Linked DNA regions of Sus scrofa: region 1 is linked to region 2. A link is a contact called in public Hi-C data. All regions are on one chromosome and are shown on one strand. The core of a region is the stretch at or near the end of the contact, and the rest is flanking DNA. Distances in the headings are between cores, read along the strand shown.

Region 1 (5,757 bases), core at 2,026-4,525, 140 kb after region 2:
CTTATCTCCTCCAATCTTTTCTATACACTGTTGCTGGGGTGATCCTAGTAAGCTGAATAATGCCCCCCCACCCCCAAAGATATCCATGTTCTAGTTCCTGGAGCCTGTCAATGTTACCTTATATGGCAACAAGGTAGAACTTTGCAGATGTGATTAAGTTAAGGGTCTTAAGATGGGGAAATTTTTTTAATATACAATGGAGGTAAGTCTTGTTTTATTATTTATTTATTTATTTTTTTGTCTTTTTAGGGCTGCACCTACAGCATATGGAAGTTCCCAGGCTAGGGGTTGAATCAGAGCTCCAGCTGCTGGCCTACACCATAGCTCATGGCAACACCAGACGCTTAACCCACTGAGCGAGGCCAGGGATTGAATGTGCATCCTCATGTATACTATTCGGGTTTGTTACTGCTGAGCCACAATAGGAACTCCGTAAGTTACTTTTTAAAAATCCTCCAATCTCTTTCCATCACCTATAGGTTAAAGTAAAAACTTCTAAGCATGGCACAGGTTCTTAATTTTTTGGCCTGTGTCTATCTCTATAACCTAATTTCCTGTCACTCGGCCTCTCCACTTTTCTTCGGCCGTGACAAATTTCCTAAACATAGGTCATTCTGTCTTTGACCCTTTGCACACTGATCTGTCTGACTTCAACCTTTTATTTAAGACCCAATTCAAAGGCGTTTTTTTCTGTGAAGCCATTCCTGATCCACTCAGGAGAGCTGTGCTGCCATTACCCCTAATATGATACTATTATTGGTCTACAGTATTGAAATTGCTTGTTCATATTAACATTTCTCTGCTTACATTGTGATTGCTTTGAGGAGAGAGACAAAGTACAAGAATTTTTCTTTTAATTTGTTGTTCTAGTTTTCCAATCTTGTAAACAGCTGGGGTGATTAACAATGTATCAATTCATTAAAATGTTATTGAATCCATAGTAGCCTTTTAGTAACTATGTATTTTTTCACTCAACAGACACTAAAAGCCATCATTCAGGAGTCTACATTTGATACTGAGTCCTCCTAGATCTTTTTTGCTTTATGTAGAAAGATAGCTGAAGTTTTTTCTTTTTTTCTTCTTTGGTTGGGACTGAGGCATGTAGAAGTTCCTGGGCCAGGGATCTAACCTATGCCACAACAGACACCTGAGCCACTGCAGTGGCAATGCTGGATTCTTAACCCTTTATGCCACAAGAGAACTCCTACAGTGTTTTTTTAAGTGAGAAAGTATATACTCAGAAAAGTACATATAACTTAATCCTACTTGTATAAACTTTGATCAGGACAGTACAAACATAGAAAATAGAAATGCCAGAATATAGTTATAATTATAACCACTAGGAAGAACAGAGGAAGAGACTTTTTTCCTTTTCACTCTTGGGTTTAAAAAATTTTTTTTTCCGTAAGCAGGGGAAAATGCCTTTTTCAGAACAGAGGTAATATTTCTTTTTTCATAACAAAGGTGTTATTTATTCTCAAAAAGTTTGGGAACCATTGGTCTAGATATATATCCAATATGGTAGCCACTAGCCACATGTGACTATTTACATTTTAGTTAATTAAAATGAAATGGAGGGCGTTCCCATCGTGGCACAGTGGAAGCAAATTCGACTAGGAACCATGAGGTTGCAGGTTTGATCCCTGGACTTGATCAGCAGGTCAAGGATTCGGCATTGCGGTGAGCTGTGGTGTAGGTCGCAGACGCGGCTCAGATCTGGTGTGGCTGTGGCTGTGGCTGGCAGCAACAGCTCCGATTGGACTCCTAGCCTGGGAACCTCCATGTGCCGCGGGTTCGGCCCTAAAAAGATAGAAAGACCAAAAATAAATAAATAAATAAAATAAAACAAAATAAAGTGGAATTGAGGATTCAGTTCTTCAGTCGCACTAATCCTATTTCAAGTTCTCAATGGCCGCATATGGCCAGTAGCTACTATGTTGAACAGAACAGATATAGAACATTTCTATCATTGCAGAAGGTTCTAGACAGTGTAGGTCTAGTTCACTGTGTCCCTACCTAAGGTGGCACCAGTCAGGACACCCCAAACCTTTAGTGTGAGTTAATTAGTGGTAATTAACTGTAAACAACTATCAGTTGAGCCTTGTAGCCCTTTATTAACCACAGGGCTAGTTAGGCATTACTGAAAAATGAAGGTGATTCCCTAATTGGCATACTATGAAATAGAGAGTCAGTCTGATCTGGAGGTCTACAGTGTATCCATGGCAATGACGACACCTGTTGAATCTCTCTGTAAATCATAGGGAACAATGGTGATATTTGGACTGCTGGGTTCCCTGGTTACCATGGAAATGAGGGTGCTGGTTACAATTCTGTGTAATCACGAAGAGACTAAAGTATCGAGGCTCCCTCCCCTCCCCGACCCTTTCCTAAAACCATAACCATAGTGATGACTATTTCAGTTGGGCTTCAGGAGTAAACCTGGCAGCAGAAGCATCTGGAAAATCAGATTAAGTAAGAAGTGTCAGAGTGCAAGCCCTAATGAGGAAGTGTGAAAAAAGAAATATGGCGGGGTATTATTTCAGTAGGAAAAGGCTAGATCTACTACACTAAATACAATGACATTGTTACTCCAGCTGCTTGCACAGGCGCAGTGCTCTGAGCACGCCTACGCGCACATTTTCTCCCCTTCTCTCTCCCTCTTTGCACTTTCCTCTCCCTTTTTTCCCTTCTCCTTTCCCCCCTCCCATCACTTGGTCTTTCAGTCTTTCCGTTAGGCCGTTGATGGCTCTCCTTCCGACCCCTCCACCCCCCTCCCCCTTTCCCCCCTCCCCCCTTCCTTTTCCGTCTCTAGCGGACGCAGTTTGCGCATGCGGATTCGGTACAAAGCCTCGCTCTTTGTCCCCATCTGTCGTTCACACGAACTCAAGTCTTTCGCATTCGGTAGCCAATAAGATCGAAGAAATGGTGGAGAAACGATTCCGCCTCTGGAGATGAACGTTGATTGGCAGGTAAGATACCCAATCGGGAACGCCACTTTGTACCCCTAGGGAGGCACCGAGCTCCGTCGTCTCGTTTCCGGCGGTCGCGCGCTCTTTTCTCGGGACGGTAGAGGCCGTGTAGCGTCGCCGTTACTCTGAGGAGAAAACAGTCGGTAGAGGGTGAGTTTGGGGACGACTTAGTACTTGTTTGAGAGGAGAGTACGATTTCTTGCGACAATCGGTGAAGGAAGAGGCGAGGGCGAGGCTGGGGTTGGAGGGAGGTGGGCCGATCGTTCCGAGGCCCCTTGAGGCCTTGTCCCCGCCGCCACACGGCTTCCTCAGCCCACCCGCGGGGGCCCATAGCTCTCCACTGGCCTAGCCTTCTGCTTTAACCTGGCTCTCGTTTCTCTTCTCTCCCAGTTTCTTTGTGCGGCTCATTTTGGAATCTGAGCCCCGTCAGTAAGTTTCCCGGCTCTTCAGCCGCTCTGGGCCTGAGGGTGTGGGGTCTATTATCCGAAAGCCCTGAGGTCGAGGCTGGAGGAGGAGGAGGAGGCGCTTTGTCGGGCGCTCCTCCTCTCGGCCTCGCGAGGCCATTAATTCCGAAGGAGAAAGTGGGCGCCCCCCCACCCCCACCCCAGCGATGTTTCTTTGTCAAAACTCTTAGCTGGGAAGTTCATCTGCTAGTCCAGCCCCCGCCGCTTTTCCTCGGCAGGTTCCCAGAGGCCTTTTAATTTTTTTTATTTTTAATTTTTTTTTTTTTTTTTTAGTCTTGTTGCCTAGCTACTCGACCCGTTTATGACACCACTTTTTAAAGATGATTTTTACGGATTTCCTGGTGGGTATTTTCCGTTTGGGAAAATGATTGTCATAAGCTGACACCTTTCTTTGTGTTAACAGAGAAGTCGAGGTTAGGACTGGGAGGTACTTTGCTATCTTCAGTCGAAGTAGAGGTAGGTGTAGCGTTGCCAGATTACAGGACATCCCGTTAGATTTGAACTTCATTTAGGCCACAGATTCTCTTTTAGAATACGTTGCATGGGACTTACACTAAAAATCATTCATTTTTTTAAGAATCTGAAACTCAAACTTAACTGTAGCATATTTTTTTTTATTTGATAAATTTGGCAACTCTAATGAGGGAGAGTATCGGCTAGATTTATAGTGTGTCTTTGTCCAACTTTTCTTGTTACTAAATGAAGGTCCTAAGAGACTCTTTAGGAAAGGACCTTACCATGCCAGTCCTCCCTACAGCTTTTAACAGGTCCACATCCAGGCATCCACCTCAGTCTGGTAGATTTTTTTCTAGATTTACTCCCACAGTCTGCACTTAAGAAGTTGATCCTTTTCCTGAAAATTAAGGGAACATTTTTTTAGATTTCAAATATGTGTGATGTAGTGTTTGGTCCTGTACCTGAACAAGATTTGTGCAAATCTTGTTTTAGGTGTGCCTAATAGCCCCGTCTTTCTAATAACAACAATACATATTTTCTCTCAGGAAGTCCATGAGGGCAAATAGATAGAAATCCTCACTGGTGGTTTTATGCTTTCTTCTCTTCTCGGAGGCCCAATGGTTAGGGGTGCAGTGAATTTATTACTCGGATGTCTGCATGTATTTCCAAATTATATCAATGGTCATCATCAGAAGTACATAATAGGGGCAATATTTATTGAGTACTTGGTATTTTGTGGGCACTGTTTCAGGTGATTTATACAATATTAGTGGTCACCGTTGAATACCTGCTTGAGAAATAATAAACTGGAAAGATTATAAATATTAGCATTATGGAGACATTTATTACACAAAAAGGTAGGTAGTTTGGTTGTAAAAGTGATTTTTTTGCTAGAATCCAGAAGATCAGGGGAAGAATGTAATTGATGCCGTTTGTCTAACTGAAGCACCCACCAACCACATGCAGAAATAGAGGTAGTGTTGGCTAGCAGGAACAAGTGACTGCTGCTTACATGATTTTTAAATATTTTTAAAATAACTAGCCCTGTGCAGTAGATGTTATCTCCCATCTTACAGATGAGGAAGCTGAAGCTAAGAGGTTAGGTGACACGCTACTAAGTTTTTTTTGGATTTTAAAGTCTAAAGTCAAGATGAGTTTAGTTACACAGTTTGTAGCATAGCATAGTGATGAGTATGAGCTTAAGAATTCAACAGCTCCATCTCGTTTGTGTGACCTTGGATGTGCATCAGTTTTCTTATTCAGAAGAATGATAGTTGTGAGTACTAAATGAGATAATACAGGCTTAGTACAGTGCCTGACATATAGTAATCGATAACTATCTGATACTAGCATCTTAACTACCAGACTTCACTTTATGAAACCAAAAATAACCTTCCTTGAAGTAATCTGAAATGGTTTATAACATCCCAGTGCTCAAGGAGATCGTTTCTGCTAAGAAGCTGTGAAATGGTCTTTTGAAAAGCAGTGGTGAGGTGTGGTTAGAATGTAAATATATGGAGTTTTTAAGGATTTCTATTAACATATACATTGTGCATTCCTGAATGGGATGCAAGGTATTGAGGCTGGGGCCACTAACTCCTAAATTAAAGGCTGGAGAAGAAAAAGAGGCTCCTTGGATTTTAGCCAGAGGTAAGAAGGTAAGAAGACCTAGTGAGAGAAATGGCTGTGAAGATAATTCAAAGTTTCTGCTATAGGCCACTTGGGGGTCAGGGGAAGGAAGGCATTTAAAGCATAAGACTCAAATAGGAAATGATCTGATTCTAGTGTTTTGATTTACTACTTTTTAATCTTTATTTTTTTGAAAACAATTGAAAACATGATTTGCGGGGAGCCGAGGAGATGCAGGG
Region 2 (5,312 bases), core at 123-2,622:
AGGGGTTACACTGGGAGAAGCGAGAAGGGGGAAGGACAGTTTAGGTGTAGGAGACTATAAGATACAAACTATCACGTATAAAATGAGCTAAAAAGATATATTGTATAACATGAGGAATGTAGCCAATATTTTATAATTATGAATGGAGTATAACCTTTAGAAAATACGAACCACTATACTGTGCACCCGTAACTTATGCAATATTGTACACCAAATATACTTCAATTTAAAAAAGCAGGGGGAGTTCTTAGTGGGTTATAAACCTGACATACTAGTATCCATGAGGATTCGGGTTCCATCCCGGGCCTCACTTAGTGGGTTAAGGATCCTGTTGCAGTGGCTGTGGCTGTGGCAGGCAGCTGCAGCTCGGATTTGACCCTTAGTCTGGGAACCTCCATATGCTGAAGGTGCGGCCCTACAAAAAGCAAATAAAATTAAATTAAAAAGCAGGTAAAAAAATAGAATAGCCAATGATATGATATACCACTTAAAGAAGAGTCAAGGAAAAAAACCCTAGTCTCAGCTCTGTTATTCAGTAGCTATATAAACCAACTCCCACTCCTTGAGAATCAGCTTCCTCATCTACAAAATGGAGACAATAATAATCCCTAACACATGGGGCTTTTGTGGATTAAAAGAGATAATGTCTGAAAAGCATCTGATACTTAATAGGTGCCTCTTTCTATAGAGCAAGCGTTCTTAACCTGGAGTTCCTGAATCTTCGGAGTATATATGGATGAACTTCGTGGAGGGGTGTGTGTGTAAGAATCTCCGTGGAAAGTGTCTAACGTTTTGTATATCTCTACGTGCTTTTTTTTTTTTTTTTTTTTTCTGGGAAGAAGGGCCGTAGCTTCCACCGCATTTTAAAGGGACTTTGAATCAGAAGAGGTTAAGAACCTCAGTGCTAGACCATAGGGACCTTGAGGGATTAGAGCCGACCTTTGTGTGTGTGTGGGGGGGGGGGGGGTTAATATGTGTTTCCTTATGCATACATCGTTTCTAATCTTCACAACAGTCCCTTGAAGGAAGTGTTTGTTAGTACACCCATTTTTCAGATGCGGAACCTGAGAAATGAAGAAGCAGTTTGGAAAAGGCAGAGTTCCCAACAAACGCACAGACGATCAAGCACTTATTTATTCTAGGCCGGGAACGGAGGGAGGTGCTGGGAACGCAATTCTAACCGGAGCTCGGTGCGGTGGCCGCCTCCCGCCTCGCGGGTTCGCATCCCCAGTCCAGCACAGGGTTAGCGAATGTCGCAAAGATCTTGACTGAGTGAAGTCGATCTGCGGCCGCCGGGGCAGAAAAAGCTCCCCCGGCGCCGAGCTCCGCCCCACGCCGGGTGGGCCCCGCCCCCGTTCCCCCCCCTACCCCGCGGTCGGTATTGTCCGACGGTTCCCGGCGTCCCTCGGTTTACCTCGGTAGTTTCCGGCAATGATCGAGAGTTTCTAACGTGCCCCCTTGTTGTCTCTCGGCTGCCGTCCTCGCCTCCGCTGCCCCCCTTTTCGGCTCCCTCTCCCCCTCCCCCAGCGGCCGGGCCCGGCTGGCGCCTCTGGCGCTACGGGCTGGGCAAGATGGCGGCCTTCGGGATCTTGAGCTACGAACACCGGCCCCTGAAGCGGCCGCGGCTGGGGCCTCCGGATGTGTACCCTCAAGATCCCAAACAGAAGGAGGTACGTTCAAAAATCCGGGCTCCCCAGGGGCCGGGGGCCAGCGATCGGCAGAAGAGGAAGCACTGAAAGCTTGGCGGGGGGGGGGGGGGGCGGGGCGGTTCGCCGGGAGCGAAAGTCCCGAAAGGGGGAAGAGTAAAGTGGGCTGGCGTAGGAGAGTAGGATCTGGTGGGGGTGGGGGGTGGTTCCTGGGTGCCAGCTGGGAGTGATATCGGGGCCACGCTGGAGGCGCCCCCCTCTACACACACACACCTCAGAAAGTTGTCTGAGGCAGCTGGGTGAGCAACGGCTGCTCTGCTTCCAAGCTCGCAGGGGAAGAGTGCTGTTGAGTGAGCTCTGGGGGATTGGGAATCTTAGTGACTGTGGGGGTGAGGGTGGGGTCCAAATGAATGTTAGGGCCTAGCTTTAAATAACAATCTGTTCTACTCCGAATCCTCCTCCTCCCTTCCCCCCTCCCCATGTTCCCTTCTCTTCTGCCCTCTCCCACCACCAACCTTCCCCCCCCCCCCCGTGGCGGGGGCTAACATGTCGTTTTCCCGCTTTAGGATGAACTGACAGCCTTGAATGTAAAACAAGGTTTCAATAACCAGCCCGCTGTCTCTGGGGATGAACATGGCAGTGCCAAGAACGTCAACTTCAATCCTGCCAAGGTGAGACAACCCTGCCAAGCTGAAGGAAAAGGCTGGAAGAATTTGAGAAGGCGCAAAGGCCCTGGGTTGGGAAGACTTAAAGGGACCACCTAAATGGCTGAGTTTTCCTTCATAACCTCATGCTACCACATTGGCATTTGCCTATCAAAGGCACAACCACCTCTCTACCCCTTCTTCCCACCCTGAGGTGTAGTTTTCTTCCCTCAGATCAGTTCCAACTTCAGCAGCATTATTGCAGAGAAGTTACGTTGTAACACCCTCCCTGACACTGGTCGCAGGAAGCCCCAAGTGAACCAGAAGGACAACTTCTGGCTGGTGACTGCACGATCCCAGAGTGCCATTAACACCTGGTTCACTGACCTGGCTGGCACCAAGCCACTCACACAACTAGCCAAAAAGGTGAGATACCATTTCTTGTTCTTCAAGCCAGGGAGTGGAGTGTGGGTACCAAGCACCCTCCGATTCCCAGATTAAGCTACATGAATGCCAGCTCATGGGGGTAATGGAGGTCTCACTATTTGTGATGTCCGTCCAGGTCCCCATTTTCAGTAAGAAGGAAGAAGTGTTTGGGTACTTAGCCAAATACACAGTGCCTGTGATGCGGGCAGCCTGGCTCATTAAGATGACCTGTGCCTACTATGCAGCAATCTCGGAGAACAAGGTTAAGAAGAGAAATGTCGTTGACCCCTTCACGGGTGAGTAAGTCCTCTAACACCAGGGGTCCCACCACTGATCACTTCAAGCAGTGGTAGAGAGACCCTTGAGATTATTCTCCTTCCTCATCTATATTCCTTGCTTCTGCTTGTATCTTGCATTCACTCCATTAGTAAACATCGAGTATCTTGAGTACCTTCTCCGTGCATGTACTGGGCTATAAAGATAACCACTACTTAATCCCTGCCTTTAGGATGCTTAGAGTCTAGTAGGGATGCCAAGGCATATGTACAGATCCCGTGATTAAATATAGAACATAATGTCAAAAGTGGAGGCAAGGAGTTCCCTAGTGGTGCAGCAGGTTAAGGATCCAGCATTGTCACTGCCATGGCACAGGTTCCATCCCTGGCCGGGAAACGTCTGCATGCTGCGAGCACAGCCAAAATTTTTAAAAATATGTAAATTAATTAATAAATAAAAATATGTAAGTTAATAAAATAAACATAAAAAATGGAGGCAGAAGGTTTCTTTGAGACTCAGTGAACAGAAAGATTACTTTCTTTTGGAGACACCTGGAAAGGCTTTAGGAAGGTGGCATTTGACTAGAGCCTAAGGGGCTGAATAGGATTTAGAAGTATGGTGACTGTGGACGGGAGCAGGGGACAAGATGTTCTAAGCAGAGGGACAGTATAAAATAGCCGTTTTCCCATCTTTCCCCTAGAGTGGACTCAGATCATCACCAAGTACTTATGGGAGCAGCTGCAAAAGATGGCTGAATACTACCGGCCAGGGCCTGCCGGAAGTGGGGGCTGTGGTCCCACTGTAGGGCCCTTGCCCCATGATGTAGAGGTGGCGATCTGGCAGTGGGACTACAACGAGAAGCTGGCCATGTTCATGTTTCAGGTAGGAAGGAGAGCTTGTTATAGGGCGTGGGATTGAGCCTGATCTCACACTCTGCCAGCATAGAACAGAATCGGCCTGCCACCTTGCCCCACTTGTGTGGTTCTCTTCATCCTTTCATTTACTTTCTCTGCCTCATCTTGAATAGTCCCTAGGCAAAGCTAATCCTCTTCCCACCCCTGGTGCCCACAGGACGGAATGCTGGACAGACATGAGTTCCTGACCTGGGTACTTGAGTGCTTTGAGAAAATCCGCCCTGGAGAGGATGAATTGCTTAAACTGCTGCTGCCCCTGCTGCTTCGAGTAAGGCCTAGGATTTGGCCAGGGGGTAGGGGTGGGGGAGCATCTAGGGAGGATGTGAGGAGGAGTAAGACGTGAGAGCAGTGTCTCTTGGAAAGAACTGGGGGGTTTTGATCGTCATGTCTTCACAGTACTCCGGGGAATTTGTTCAGTCTGCATACCTCTCCCGCCGCCTTGCCTACTTCTGTACCCGGAGACTGGCCCTGCAGCTGGATGGTGTGAGCAGTCACTCGTCTCATGTGATGTCTGCTCAGTCAACAAGCACACTACCCACCACCCCTGCTCCTCAGCCCCCAACTAGCAGCACACCCTCTACACCCTTTAGTGACCTGCTTATGTGTCCTCAGCACCGACCCCTGGTTTTTGGCCTCAGCTGTATCCTTCAGGTAGGTACTCGGTGGGCCTATGGAAGTATTAAGAGACCTCTTGAGAAGAATTAGGTGCCTGTCCTGGAAAATAGGGGGATTCTAAATTGGAGGTGAGAGTAGGCACTGAGTACTTGCTTGGAAATTGTTGGCTGCTCATTCATGGGGCGATAGTTCCTTTTCAGGTAGTTCCCTTCCAGGTCTACATAGTAGGCCCAAAGCCTTTGGAGGAGAGTGGATGAGGGGAGGGGCTCAGAGATGGAGTGATGCCACCCTAGGGACTCAGAATAACTTTGGATTGGAAATCGAAGCATTGGGTCTTATGATGGGCTTCTGGAAAGGTAGCCATGGTAACCGAGTTTGACTTAGCTGTTCCTGTCTGGCAGACCATCCTCCTGTGTTGTCCTAGTGCCCTGGTTTGGCACTACTCGCTGACTGATAGCCGAATCAAGACTGGCTCACCACTCGATCACCTGCCTATTGCCCCCTCCAACCTGCCCATGCCAGAGGGCAACAGTGCCTTCACTCAGCAGGTAAGTTGGACCAGTAGCCTGCTTACCGCAGGTTTGGATATAGAGGCTGAAGTTACTCTTTCAGAACTAGTGACTTGGAGCCTACTACTATGCTTTTAGCCTGGAGCCCTAGCCTTTTTGTATGCTTTGCTCCATCCTTAAAACCTTCCTTTTGGCAGGTCCGTGCAAAGTTGCGGGAGATCGAGCAGCAGATCAAGGAGCGAGGACAGGCCGTTGAGGTTCGCTGGTCTTTTGATAAGTGCC

Evidence for each region. A called contact is a pair of places that touch in the nucleus more often than the background predicts.
Region 1: a contact with region 2 is called in a Hi-C map of liver, with 4 times the contacts expected there. The contact joins the enhancer-like site here to the promoter of MED12 in region 2. A contact is called at or near these places in 1 of 5 promoter capture datasets (liver), 3 of 47 Hi-C or Micro-C datasets (heart right ventricle, liver and skeletal muscle) and 1 of 2 datasets of contacts at active chromatin or transcription factors (alveolar macrophages).

Annotation. Positions count from the first base shown.
Region 1 is chrX:57,286,751-57,292,507 of Sscrofa11.1, forward strand. No RefSeq gene overlaps it. Among named protein-coding and RNA genes, the nearest start is that of ZMYM3, 10 kb to the left of the region's middle. Within about 2 kb of position 3,276, at least 66 of the 83 cell types and tissues checked have an H3K27ac peak or open chromatin away from gene starts, as enhancers often do. A contact at or near this core is called in alveolar macrophages, liver and skeletal muscle, where this site is marked.
Region 2 is chrX:57,149,512-57,154,823 of Sscrofa11.1, forward strand. MED12 (mediator of RNA polymerase II transcription subunit 12) reads left to right here and starts at 1,373. Exons shown (of 45, transcript XM_001927848.6): 1 at 1,373-1,670; 2 at 2,213-2,317; 3 at 2,525-2,716; 4 at 2,853-3,012; 5 at 3,693-3,874; 6 at 4,064-4,174; 7 at 4,303-4,557; 8 at 4,923-5,069; 9 at 5,228-5,312. The coding sequence starts at 1,572. It also overlaps a transcript of IL2RG not described here.